Regions from separate parts of the Mus musculus genome. Here region 2 is linked to region 1. A link is a contact called in public Hi-C data. All regions are on one chromosome and are shown on one strand. The core of a region is the stretch at or near the end of the contact, and the rest is flanking DNA. Distances in the headings are between cores, read along the strand shown.

The links. Hi-C and Micro-C count contacts between places; a contact is called where the count stands out from the background.
Region 2: a Hi-C map of the N1E-115 cell line shows a contact between it and region 1, with 2.5 times the contacts expected there. The contact joins two enhancer-like sites. A contact is called at or near these places in 1 of 15 datasets of contacts at CTCF or cohesin (CD8 T cells) and 6 of 484 Hi-C or Micro-C datasets (the AML12 cell line, the C2C12 cell line, the N1E-115 cell line and 2 more).

What each region holds. Positions count from the first base shown.
Region 1 is chr15:59,918,783-59,924,645 of GRCm38.p6, reverse strand. No RefSeq gene overlaps it. Among named protein-coding and RNA genes, the nearest start is that of 4933412E24Rik, 95 kb to the left of the region's middle. Within about 2 kb of position 1,540, at least 1 of the 459 cell types and tissues checked has an H3K27ac peak or open chromatin away from gene starts, as enhancers often do. A contact at or near this core is called in the N1E-115 cell line, where this site is marked.
Region 2 is chr15:60,028,155-60,034,432 of GRCm38.p6, reverse strand. No RefSeq gene overlaps it. Among named protein-coding and RNA genes, the nearest start is that of 4933412E24Rik, 15 kb to the right of the region's middle. Within about 2 kb of position 3,707, at least 3 of the 459 cell types and tissues checked have an H3K27ac peak or open chromatin away from gene starts, as enhancers often do. A contact at or near this core is called in the N1E-115 cell line, where this site is marked.

The DNA.
Region 1 (5,863 bases), core at 291-2,790:
AGGAAAATGGGAGCACATGAGATGATGTGATTTTTGTCCCTTTGTTTTGAAACAATTTGTTCCCAGCAATGAAGAACCAAAGCCCTGCCTGTTGATCCCACAGAAGAGATTAACCCTTACAATTTGAATCTGGCTTTAGCAATACCTGACCCACTCAGCTAATTCAGATTAATTCAAGATGGACTTCAGTGACCCTGCCTGTACAAATGGAGATGTTAATCACAGTCCTACAAGATACCAAGAAAATTAAATAAGATCAGGTGCTTTGAAGCCCTCAGGCTAATACCAAGCCTGATTGAGTTAGCGACTAGTAAATCTGATTGGATTTTATCCTGTTTGTCTTAAGAACAGAACAAAGATAACCTTGCTCTCAGATTAGCCTTCCTTCGATAATGAGTAATTGAAATGGGCATGAAGTGATTTTGTCTGAAATGCCCTTTGATTCCCACCTCGTGGAAAGAGCTCTTGTAAATCCTTCCCAAACATACCTAGGTTGGAGTCCCACTTGTAACCCTTACTAATAACATAATTTTTAGTGAGTAATAGGCAATCATATGGTGCTTCTGACTCCTCACAATTCACATGTGGATATCTCAACTCCTCCAGGTCATGGCATGGGAGTGGGGCTGGGGGTAGGGTTGGTTGAGTCTTGAAGGCAGATGAAGCACTCAGAGTGGCATCAATGCTCTTAAAAACAGACCCCGGAGATCTGTCATGTGATAACACAGCAAGAGGGCATTGTTTGTTACTGAGGACATGGGCCCTCAATCAATACCAACTCTGCCTGTGCCTTGATACTGGAAATCTCAGCCTCCAGAACCTTGAGAAATACATTTCTATTTACAAACTACCCAATCTATGACATTCTGTTACAAGAGCGCAAACTGTCACTGTGAGCTTGTATTTCTTTCTGTGTAAGAGAACAACGACAAAAATGACAACATACTTATCTCCAGAGGGGGTTGTATGGACTGGATCAGATGAGTTTTTCTAAGGCTCCTAACATAGTTTGAGGCACCAAAGATTCAAAGCATCCTTGTATTCTGTGACAGCTGCTTGCCAACCTACTTATCTGATATGTAGACATACCAGCTGTGGGGATACCATAGGCAGGCACTAATTGGTCCCTTCACAACAGTAATAAGATAAACTTTAACTTGGAATCAGTGCCAAAAGCACAGTAAATAGGAAAGGAAAGGCAGATCTGTGTCTCCGCCTCGGCAGTAACTAAAGTGTTTCTTGCAGCCTACAAATGCTATCAGAAAGCCAATGAGGAAAACCCCGTGACTTTTCCTAAATCGAGACAAAAGAGACCTCTACTGTGAGCATCTAGTCTGAAGCAGCACCCCATGCATCTCTCCAAGGAACCTATCTGTAGCCTCAATTGTCTCTTCTCCAACCAGTACACAACTGCTCACAAGACAGAGGGGAATGACGATCCAGGTCCTGATGCTGCCAAGCTTGAGTAAAGGTATGATAAGGAGCCATCACCACAGCCACCAGGAAGAAACAGGCTGGTCCCTGAGATGCATGTCCTGTTCCCTCTCTAGCTGGTAGAGCATGTCACCTATGACCATGCCCTTCTCTCCCCAAGACCCTGATCAGGTCTCCCTTGAGAAGCTGTTCCATGAAATCTAGAGTCAAAAAGCTCCTACTAGGGGCAAGCCTTCTAACTGGAAATCTTCAGCAGTAAGATTCTCCAAATCAAGGGGTCTTCTTACTGCTCAGGAAGGCAAATGGGCACTATGTGCTAGTGTCCATTTCAATGGATTTCTCTGAGCTCTAAAAGATGAGAAAAGAAGGGGTCCATTAAGAACAAGACCATCTATCAGTTTAAAATGAGCCTCAGATCTGTCCTCAGGAAGGTGCAGTTCAAAGATGATGCAGTCAGACAGAGGAAGTAACACACGCCCTACCACATACATGCACATACACAATACACACATAATACACCGCACACACATTATACAAATCACACACACACATAACACAAATCACACACATACATATATTACATACATACAAACACACATGTAACATTACACAAATAACACACACAAACCTACTATATACCACACACACATCGTACACAAACACACCACACACATATACTACATGCACACATATATACAAACACACATCACACAAATCACACACACACACACACTCATAAAACACACAACACATATATCACATATACTACACACACACATCACATATAAATATACACATATCAAACACACTACACATAACACCACACACACATTTACACATAACACATATCACATTACACACAAAATCACATATGTGGTATGTGTAATACAACACACACACACACACACTACATATATATGTATGTATATATATATATATATATATATATATATACACACACACACATATATATATACACACATACTACTCACACACACTACTCACACAGACACATACATCAAATACACAAATATACCACACATATACATATGTGAGTGCATACATAACACATCACTCACACACATCATACACACACATACTACACACATAAATTACCTCCTAACTAAAAGACTTTCCCATGTTTTCTGGATATGGCAATCTCCTTAAAGCTTTATTAGTTCTTTGTCTTTGTTGATTGCATTTGCTCATTGACAATTTCATACAAGTATAAAATGTGCTGTTTACTCTCACCCCCACACTTTCTTTCTCTCTCCCAGCACTGACATCTCCCCCTTCTCCATGCAAGTCCATTTCCCACACTCATGTCTTTTTTTGTTTTGCTTTGTGGCCCACTGAGTTTAACCAGGGCAGTCTTTGTGACTATGGGTTTGGAATTTTCTAGACTGGAGGGCTTACTGTCGGGTACACAACAGAAGTCAATGACCATCTCTTCACCAGATTCTACCAGTAACAAATAATTCAGCAAAGAAGAGTAGGGTCCTGTCAGCACCTCTCTACCCCATGCCTCTCTGTTCCCAGGCCCAATCTTGTGCCGGTCCAGGGTAAGCTACTGCAGCTGCTGTGAGATCATGTCTGCAATAGCTATGTCCTGCCTGAAGATCATATCTCAAAGGCCTTCTCTCTACTTTCTGGTTCTTATTTTCTTTCCACTCCCTTTTCTGTGATATTTCCTGAGCCTTAGACAGGATGGCATAAAGGCTTCTATTTAGAACAGAGCACTCAATTGTCAAATTTTAAGCATCAAGAGGAGCTCTGAAATACCATTCACAGCAAAGAGAAGCTTCTCTGATTTAAGATATGAATAGAATTTGTCTATGGCTAGAACATAAATATTTAGAACACAGTTTAGTGTCGTGACAATTTAGCTAAACAACAACAGTGCATTCTTCTCCAGTGCCTGGGTCCTTCACTAGGTATACAGTACCAACCATAGATCATCTCCTGTGGTGTGGGCCTCCAATCCAATTCAAAAGCAGATGGTTATCCCATAATGTGAATCCTGTTAATCCTATAATCTTCTTTGTTTCACAGAACCCACAGTATCCACGAGAAGGTTGTGCTATGAATGAAACAAACAAAAAGTTCAATACTTTGAGCCACAAAATATTTCCTTTCACGATGGATAGTGAAATGGAGACACACAAGCTCCAAAGGTGAAACCTTTCTGGCGCTATCATATACCACTCTGTGCTATGGCTCACATATATCACCCTGAGAGATAGCTTCTTTATCCATTTGACAGAACATATTTTCTTCATATCTGGGCTTTGTTCTGTTCAATCTGATACAACACCAGCTCCATTAGGCAGCTACTTCTCATCCTGTTTATTTTGTTCTCCTTAGTGTTCAGAACAGTGTCTGTTCCATGGAGACACTTGTGGAAGTCAGGAGTCAGTTCTGAGACAGAGAGCACATTAACTTGTTTTTTAAGTTAAAATTGTTAAGTAGTCATAAAATCACAATGTCATTAGCTTGGTGACTACATTGAAGGTGACATTGAAGGTGAGAATTCCTTTTCAAAGTGGCCACCTGGGGAAGAGGTTACAATTACTAACCCCAGGATAAAGGTTGAAATGATTTCATCTTAGCAAGAAGAGGTGCCCCTGAGGAAAGGATATAGCTGAGAGAATGCTGTCACTAGCCTGTGAGCTAAGAACTCAGAAGCCAGGAAAGACAACTACTCAGATGATGTCTTCAAGGAGAGCTGTGACAAAGCTGTCTCTCTAAGAGTTTTTACACTAAATTCAGGCACTGCTAGCAAAGGGCTGCCGTGTCCACAGTAATACTTACAAGGAACTCTAAGCCACCAGGAAGATCCAAGCAGGAAGAAACCAAGGGTAAAGAGTGATGGAGTCTGAAGTGTTCCAGTCCCCAGAATCGTGGGGCTAACAGTATCTGGGCTTAGCTATGATTTAATAAACTTACCACAAAAGACCTAAAAGTAAAGAAGCAAAATGGACAGGAGAAGGAAAGACAAAGAAAAGCAGGGCGCTACACACTAAAGAAGATACTGCCATGAGATTCGAAGTAAGAAGAATGCTACCGAAGGTTCTTGACACATGATGCGCTGGGTTCTTCATAAGCACATTCTCCTGTCCTCAGAAAACTCCAAAGGGCAGCATTTATTATTCCCACTTACAGATAAGAAAACTAAGCCCGTGAGGAATGGAGCATCACCAGTGGTCACAGAGCCAGTAACTTCTAGACAGGTGAACTCAGCCACGATCAGTGTGGAAGCCCATCTTTTCCTGTCAATAGACAAGAGCATGAGGATTTAAAAGTTGGCCTTTCTAGAAGGTAGAGTCAGAAAGGAAAGAAAATCCTGTTCCTATAAACGTAATAATGACCCACAGATTCTGTGGGTGGTTTAAATGACAATGGCTCCCATAGGCTCAAAGGTTTGTATTCTTAGCCACCAGGGAGTGGCGTCATTTGAAAGGATTAGAAGGAATGGCCTTGTTGGAGGAAGTGTCCCGTGGGGATGCACGCTGAGGTTTCACATAGCCCATTTCAAAGCCCACAGTCTCTGCACTTCCTGCTGCCTTCAGATCTGGACCTAGAACTCTCAGCTACTTCTCCAGCAACATGTCTGCCTGCATGTCAACATGCTCCACACCATGATGATAAATGCACTAAGTCTCTGAAACTGCAAGCAAACCACAACCAAATGCTTTCTTTTCTAAGAGTTGCTGTGGTCATGGTGTCTCTTCACAACAATGAAACCCTGACTACGAAAGATTCATTTTTCCATACTAGTGCTATGACCCCTGTGATTGCCCAGCTGATGACATCAGCATCACCAGAAATCACCCATACCTTCTTTGCTCCTGAAGAACCCGTTTCAAGAGTGAAAGGACACATTGTTTGTGGCTCCTCCCCAGGCCTAAGAATGCATTTTGACATGTATGTGCCAATCACATTAATACCATTCACCTTACCAATGACTCTCCTAGACACAGACACATGCTACAGACCCAGGTAGTATTACAAGATAATAAGCCTTCCAGACTGCTTTCTATTGCTGTGAGAAACACCATGACCAAAAGCATCTTGAGGAGGAAAGGGTTTGTTTCAGCTGACAACATACAGTCCATCATGAAATGAAGTCAGACAAGGAACGCCAGGTAGTAACCTAGAGACAAGAACTGAAGCAAAAGCCACAGAGGAATACTGCTTGCTGACTTGCTCTCAGGCCCAGCTACATTTCTCACACACTCCTGGACTGCCTGTCCAGAGAAGGCACCACTTACAAATGAGATGTGCCCTCTTACATCAGAAAAGAAAAGAAAAGAAAAGAAAAGAAAAGAAAAGAAAAGAAAAGAAAAGAAAAGAAAAGAAAAGAAAAGAAAAGAGAAAAGGGGAGGGGAGGGGAGAGGAGAGGAGAGAGAAAGAGAGAGAGCGCGAGAGA
Region 2 (6,278 bases), core at 2,458-4,957, 110 kb before region 1:
AGTTATAAGGCCATGAGTTTAACTGCCATTCATTCCCCTGCCATTTCTGGTTGTCTTGGACCTACCAAATTGAATGCATGCAATATCTGTCACATCTCAGTAAGTTTTGAGTAAGGCAACTATGTCTGTTAACATTACTTTGTCTTACAAGCTTCATTTTATTATTTTAAAACATACTTAAACCTCAATCTCTATTTCCAAAAAAATTTTAGACAGCATCTGTTTGTACCCATGATGCTATTCCCAAGACCCAGACTCGATTGTCAGAGCTCAGTGCAAAATAATAATGCATGCCTCTGGAATTAGAATTCATCTTAAAGATGACAGATTTTTTTAAGCAATCACAAGATTCTTTTAACTGTACTGTCCTACGAGACTGCACATGTCCCACAACCATCAAGCTAGCCCTTTATGTATCAGTCCACTCTACTTTCAAGAAAATTTGGCTATCTGATGCAAAACATGGAGTGTGCTAACAGTCTTGAGCTGCTTTGAGTTCAAAGTTGTAGGTTCTGGAGCCAATCCCCACCTGCCCTCGATCGATGACTATGCGATAAAAATATGAGGGTCTACTCAGTTGTGCGGAGTGGGATTCCTCAGATGAGCAGCCTTTGTTCTTGACACTATGTCAGCCATACATCAGAGCCTGAGCCTCCACCTGCCTGATCCTGCTGTCCTTCCCCTTCCCTTTCTCAGATGGTTTATCTGCATAAAATCTGTTGGAATGTATGACAACCGGAAAGCTTGCCTACCCACTCCTGTTTCCAAACCCTTGCATCTTACAGAGACATTGCCTCCTTCTAGCTGTGCCATAAGCTGTTTGTGTCCCTAATTCCATTTTACATCCATTCAACATCCCCAAGGACTCAATGGATTTCACAGTTGATCCCATATTATATAAGATGACAAAAATTATCTCCTTATATCGCCTTCTACCTCACTTCCTCCTGAGTCCCTCTCATCACTTTGAATCCATCTAAAGAATAATTCTTTCCATATTGGCAGTGCTTATCTGTGTTCATCTCCAAAAAAAGTATATTTAAAATCATTCCCTTGATTCTATAAATATATCTGACGCACGTAGTCTAAAAACTGAATAATAATAAGCAGCATTTGCAAACCTACGATTATGTAATGGTATGTATTTTTAACGTAATGCTATGGTTTATCTTTAAACAACCAATCTGCTCTTAGGTTGCCATCAACTACGTGAGTTAAAGAGCAAAGCTCAAGCAGTTACAATCCAATGGATCCTTAGGACTTGAACAACACACAGGAAATGCATATCACTTACCACATCTTACTGCACACTAGCTCATGTCATTGGGGGCCTTGCCTTGTTTGCACTGGACTATGTTTTGATTGAAGTTTCCACTTTTTTTTCTTATTGATGAATGGTCACTCCTTGTTACTAAGATAATGCAATTTGCACTAACCTGAGCTACGTTCTAAACCTTCGACCATGCTAAAATTCCAGGATTTCTTCTCGTTAACCTGTCGAATTCAGACATTCCTTGCATCTTTTGCCTTGTTTTTTTTTTCATTGTTGTTGTTGTATGCACATGCATTTCTTTGTTCATTGGAGAATAAATTTTAATGATTTATTCAAAGACATTTTGTATTTTCAAGATCATGAACATCTGAATTATCTTCTCATTGCTCTCATGCTTCAATAATCTAGCTGGATGGAGAACAACTAGTAACTTCTTCACAGAGCATGATTTAGCCATCCTACATCAATTCTGCCATCTTAAAATTATGTATCTTAATATTATGTATTTCAAGAAAAATGGAGAGTCCAGACATGGTAGCACATGAAAGCAATCACAGAACTTGAGAGGCTAAGGGAGTAGAATCTCAAGATGGAAGCTAGATAGACGACACAGTGAGATGGTGTCTCTGAAAATTGAAGGGGAGAGATTGGTTATTAGAAAGATTGAGTGATTTACATGAATCTTTAGAGCATTGAATATGCAATTTTTAATATTAATAATATGTACCTGTGACAGTTTGTATATGCTTGGCCCAGGGAGTGGCACTGTTGGGAGGTATGGTCTTGTTGGAGTAAAGGTGGCCTTGTGAGTGTGGGCTTTAATACCCTTGTCCTAGCTGCCTGGGAGTCAGTATTCTGCTAGCAGCCTTCAGATGAAGATGGAGAACTCTCAGCTACTCCTGCACCATGCCTGCCTGGATGCTGCCATGTTCCTGCCTTGATGATAACAGGCTGAACCTCTGACTATAAGCCAGCCCCAATAAATGTTGTCCTTATAAGAGTTGCCTTGGTCATGGTGTCTGTTTACAGCAGTAAAACCCTAATAAAGACAGTACTACCATTTTCCCTCAGAACTCCAAAAGTTCTCTGTTCTGTCTTCAAGCACCTAGATATCCCTGTGGGGTTTGATCCTTTGTAGAAAGAATTTTTATTTTACCCCTGAAAGCTCTAGGGCTATCTTTATCCTTGTGTCAATGAAAGTTTGCAAGGACTTAACTAGGTACAGATTTCTTTGTATTCTTCAAATATGGCATTTGTGTATTTCTTTAGTTTGAGGATTCATTAAAATACTTTTCAAATAATTTCCCTTCTCTCCATTTTTCTTCATTTATTTTGAAACCCTGATAATTGGGTATCAGGTATCTGCTAGTTCCTGTGCATCTCTAGCGATTCTCTTAAATAGTTTCCCTCACGCTTTTATTTTACTCTTGGCCCTGGGAGATTTTCTCAATATTCCTGCCCTCCTATTGAATATTTTAGTTTGGAAATTAGATTTTAACTTTCTAAGAATTTTTTTTCTTTTGGTCTCAGATGTTCCGATTTCCCAGAAGCACAGTCTTATTTTATGAAAGCAATATCTTCTAGACCCTCTCTACAAATCGCATTTGGAATCTTTTCAGTTGTAATTGCTCCCTCCTGTATGTGTCAAGCAGGGCTTCCATAAAAGCACAGCATAGACCAGGTAGCTTAAACAGCAGCAATCTATTTTCTCTCACTTCTTCCTTATAAATATTTTGATTCCCCTCTCTTTCCATTCTGGTTCTCCATTACTGCCTGTATATTTTATATTTTCTTATCCTTTTAAACCCCTCTAATGAAATGGGGGATGAGTTACACATGGGTGTCTACACACCATTCTGACCAGGCAGCCTGGCCTTCTAATCAGTTGTCCACATAATGTGTTATTTCTACAATTTGAAATTTTTCAGTTCCAGTGTTTCCAACAAAAGTGCACAGCTGTTTCTTTGCTCAAAACTTGAAGTAAGTTTCACAGCCCATTGGCACATCTGGCAGCCCTGTCATCGTGAGCAATAGAGACTAACTCACAGACGTGAAGTCAGGGTTACACAGCTACTCAACAGATCCCAATTCTTCTAAAAGCCAATTATCAAGATAAAGGAATTTCTCTGCATTGGTTTGAAGTTAATTTAAATAAGGTGTGTGTTTTCTTTAGCTTTGTTTTATATCTGTCTAAAATTTCCACATAATTACTTCGAACCCATCATTTCACTTCAATTGCATCAGACTGGCCAGAAAACAGGAATCAAAAACATGTGGAGGAGATGGGATTCAACACATAATTAATTGTTTATTGGCAGCTGAAACAATATAGTTCTTGTTTTCAAATAGTCTGCCAGGGAGATACGATCTGAATCCATAATTCTTCCTGACAATCATACTCTGTGGACTAATTCATTTTTCCTGGATGTTTTCAACCTGGGCAGCTCTTCATTTCCCTGTGATCTTTATTCCATTATTGATAATCTAATTAACACCGCTTCTGTGTTATCTCATAAAGTATATTTTTTCTCTCTTAGTACTTTCCTTTTAAGTCCTTTTATGTACTGATTTGTATTTTATTTTTGTAATAGATCTTTTTAAAGGATATAATTTTTCTCTGCAGTAAAATGGTAGGACGTGAGACTCAGAATTTAATAACGAAGAGACTTACATAGTTGAGAATGTACTGTTCTTTGCCTTAAGATTTTGGCTTGCTTTGTTTCATTCCTGTCTCTATTGTGGATCTTTAAAAAGAACTTACTACTAACACCTTACTACACTAACATGATTCCTGTATTATAAAACCTATCCTTACACCCATAGAAAAATACTGCTTTCACCTCCTTATTAAAAAGTTAATAAATAAAAGTATTTTCTTTACAGCAAACAGAGACCATCACAGAAAACCACAACTGATCGTGGTGTTAAAACCAATGGATTATGGTGAACCCTACCCTAATAGATATACCCACAATACAATTCTTACACACAAGGCTCAGGGACCATCTCTGAAGAAGAATGAAAAGGCTGTAAGAGCCAGAAGATGAGGAAGTCTGCTGTGCAACTGTGTAAAAGAGAAGTTGCAGAGAAGTTTCATGCAGTATGTTCAATGATCCAACTACCTAAATGAGAACTAAACAATGGCAATAGCAACAAGCATGATAACATGAAAGGGGCAAACTTCTCTGAGAAGCCACTTCTAAACCAAGGGATACAGGCAACTAGCATCTACTGAGTGAGGGAAAATTTACCTCTCACAGGGATGAGTCTTCTAACTCATTATCCAAAACAATGTGGTCAGTCCTAAGATCATGTGCACACAAGCAACAACCAATGGATTCAGCAGGCTATATGTATATGTTTATGCATGTAGATATGTGTGTGTGTGTGTGTGTGTGTGTGTGTGTGTGTGTGTGTAATGTAACAATAATAATCAAAGTAAAGGAGGCCGTTAATTTGAGAGGGAGGGAGAGGGAGCACACGGGAGAATTTGGAAGTAAAATACATGAGGATTACAAGGAGGGAAGGGAGAAGTAATACGGTTTTATTTTAACGTTTAAAGTTTTAAATAAAATTTAATAAACAACCAAAAGCAATGCTTCGTTAATGAGTATGATTAGTAATTGAAATGGATAGTAGCACTTTGGTTTAGAAATACCCAACTGTAATATAAAGTTGCCATGTTTGTTTGTATTAGAAATAACTCAAAAGTCAATTTCAAGTGAAGTGCCTCAAAAATGTCTGAGTTTTTGTGTGATGTATGTCCAGTGATTCTGACTGAACATGATAGATCAAACCAACTAGCTTGACAGCCAACAATAACATGGTGATAAATAAATCAAACAAAATAATGACTGAGAGAATAAGGAACTGCCTTATCAAAGAACAAGGAAAGGGAAGCTTCATTACAGGGTGAGAAGAATTCTGGCACTGAAAGGAAGATGTGAGCATGCCAAAGGCACAGAGAGCTGTAGCCTGGGAGTGCCTGGAGAGGCCTGTCCCAAACCCTAGGAGTAGTGTCTTACTACTATGGAAGATCTAGACAGGACAGCTATCAATGGTACAATCCGCAGAGCTATGACTTTGGCTTCATAGGAGTGCATCTCCATAGATATCCATTTGTGGAACAATCAACCACGTGGTTATCCCTCTATAGAAGTCCTATGGTTCATGGGGGCACAAGGCAAGGAAGAACAGGCAGAAGACTGAGACTAACACAAACTTCAGGAGTTTTTTCGATGAGACCCTTCTACCAATGTGCTTACACACAGAAGACTTGAATAAGATCAGGCTAGTCAAAATTGCAGTGTGGATGGAGCAAGGCTCACAAAGTCTCACCCAAAAATGAAGCAATATTAGCAGGTGATGGATTTTAGAGGAAGAACAGTACATTTTTTTCCAGGTATGTGGCCCCTGGTAGGTTGTACCTGCTCCAGTAGATAGTACTGCACATGTGGGCATATGGACACCATTACTAGGACTTAATGGGTTTGAAATTGGGAGAAAAATGTGGTGTGGAGGAAACAAGGAAATGGAAGGGGTGGTGAGGGATCATGATGAGCAAAATGCATTATGGATAAGTACGAAATTCTCAAAAAATAAATTTTAAATTTATTTTTTTAAAAAGAGGAAGAAAAGCTCTCCTGTGATATAGAATCCAAAAAAAATGCAGAAGGAATGAAGAAAATATAAACTGTGATATATATTGCCATATTAATTATTTTAGGCTACAATTATCTATGAACAAAATGAGTGATTGTAAATGTTATGAGTAACAGGATAGTAGTGCAGTCTCAAAATATCTCTCAGCAGGATACTCATCAACTATTAAAAATAGTTATTACACAGGGGAGAAACCTGGCAGTTACCACTTTAACAAATTGATCAAAATTAATATTTGAGGAGGAATGGAAATCATTGTCTACTTATTCAATGCAAAAAATGCATAACTCAAATTTGATTAAAAGAAAATCATAGACAGACCAGATGAACAGTCTAGAAAAGC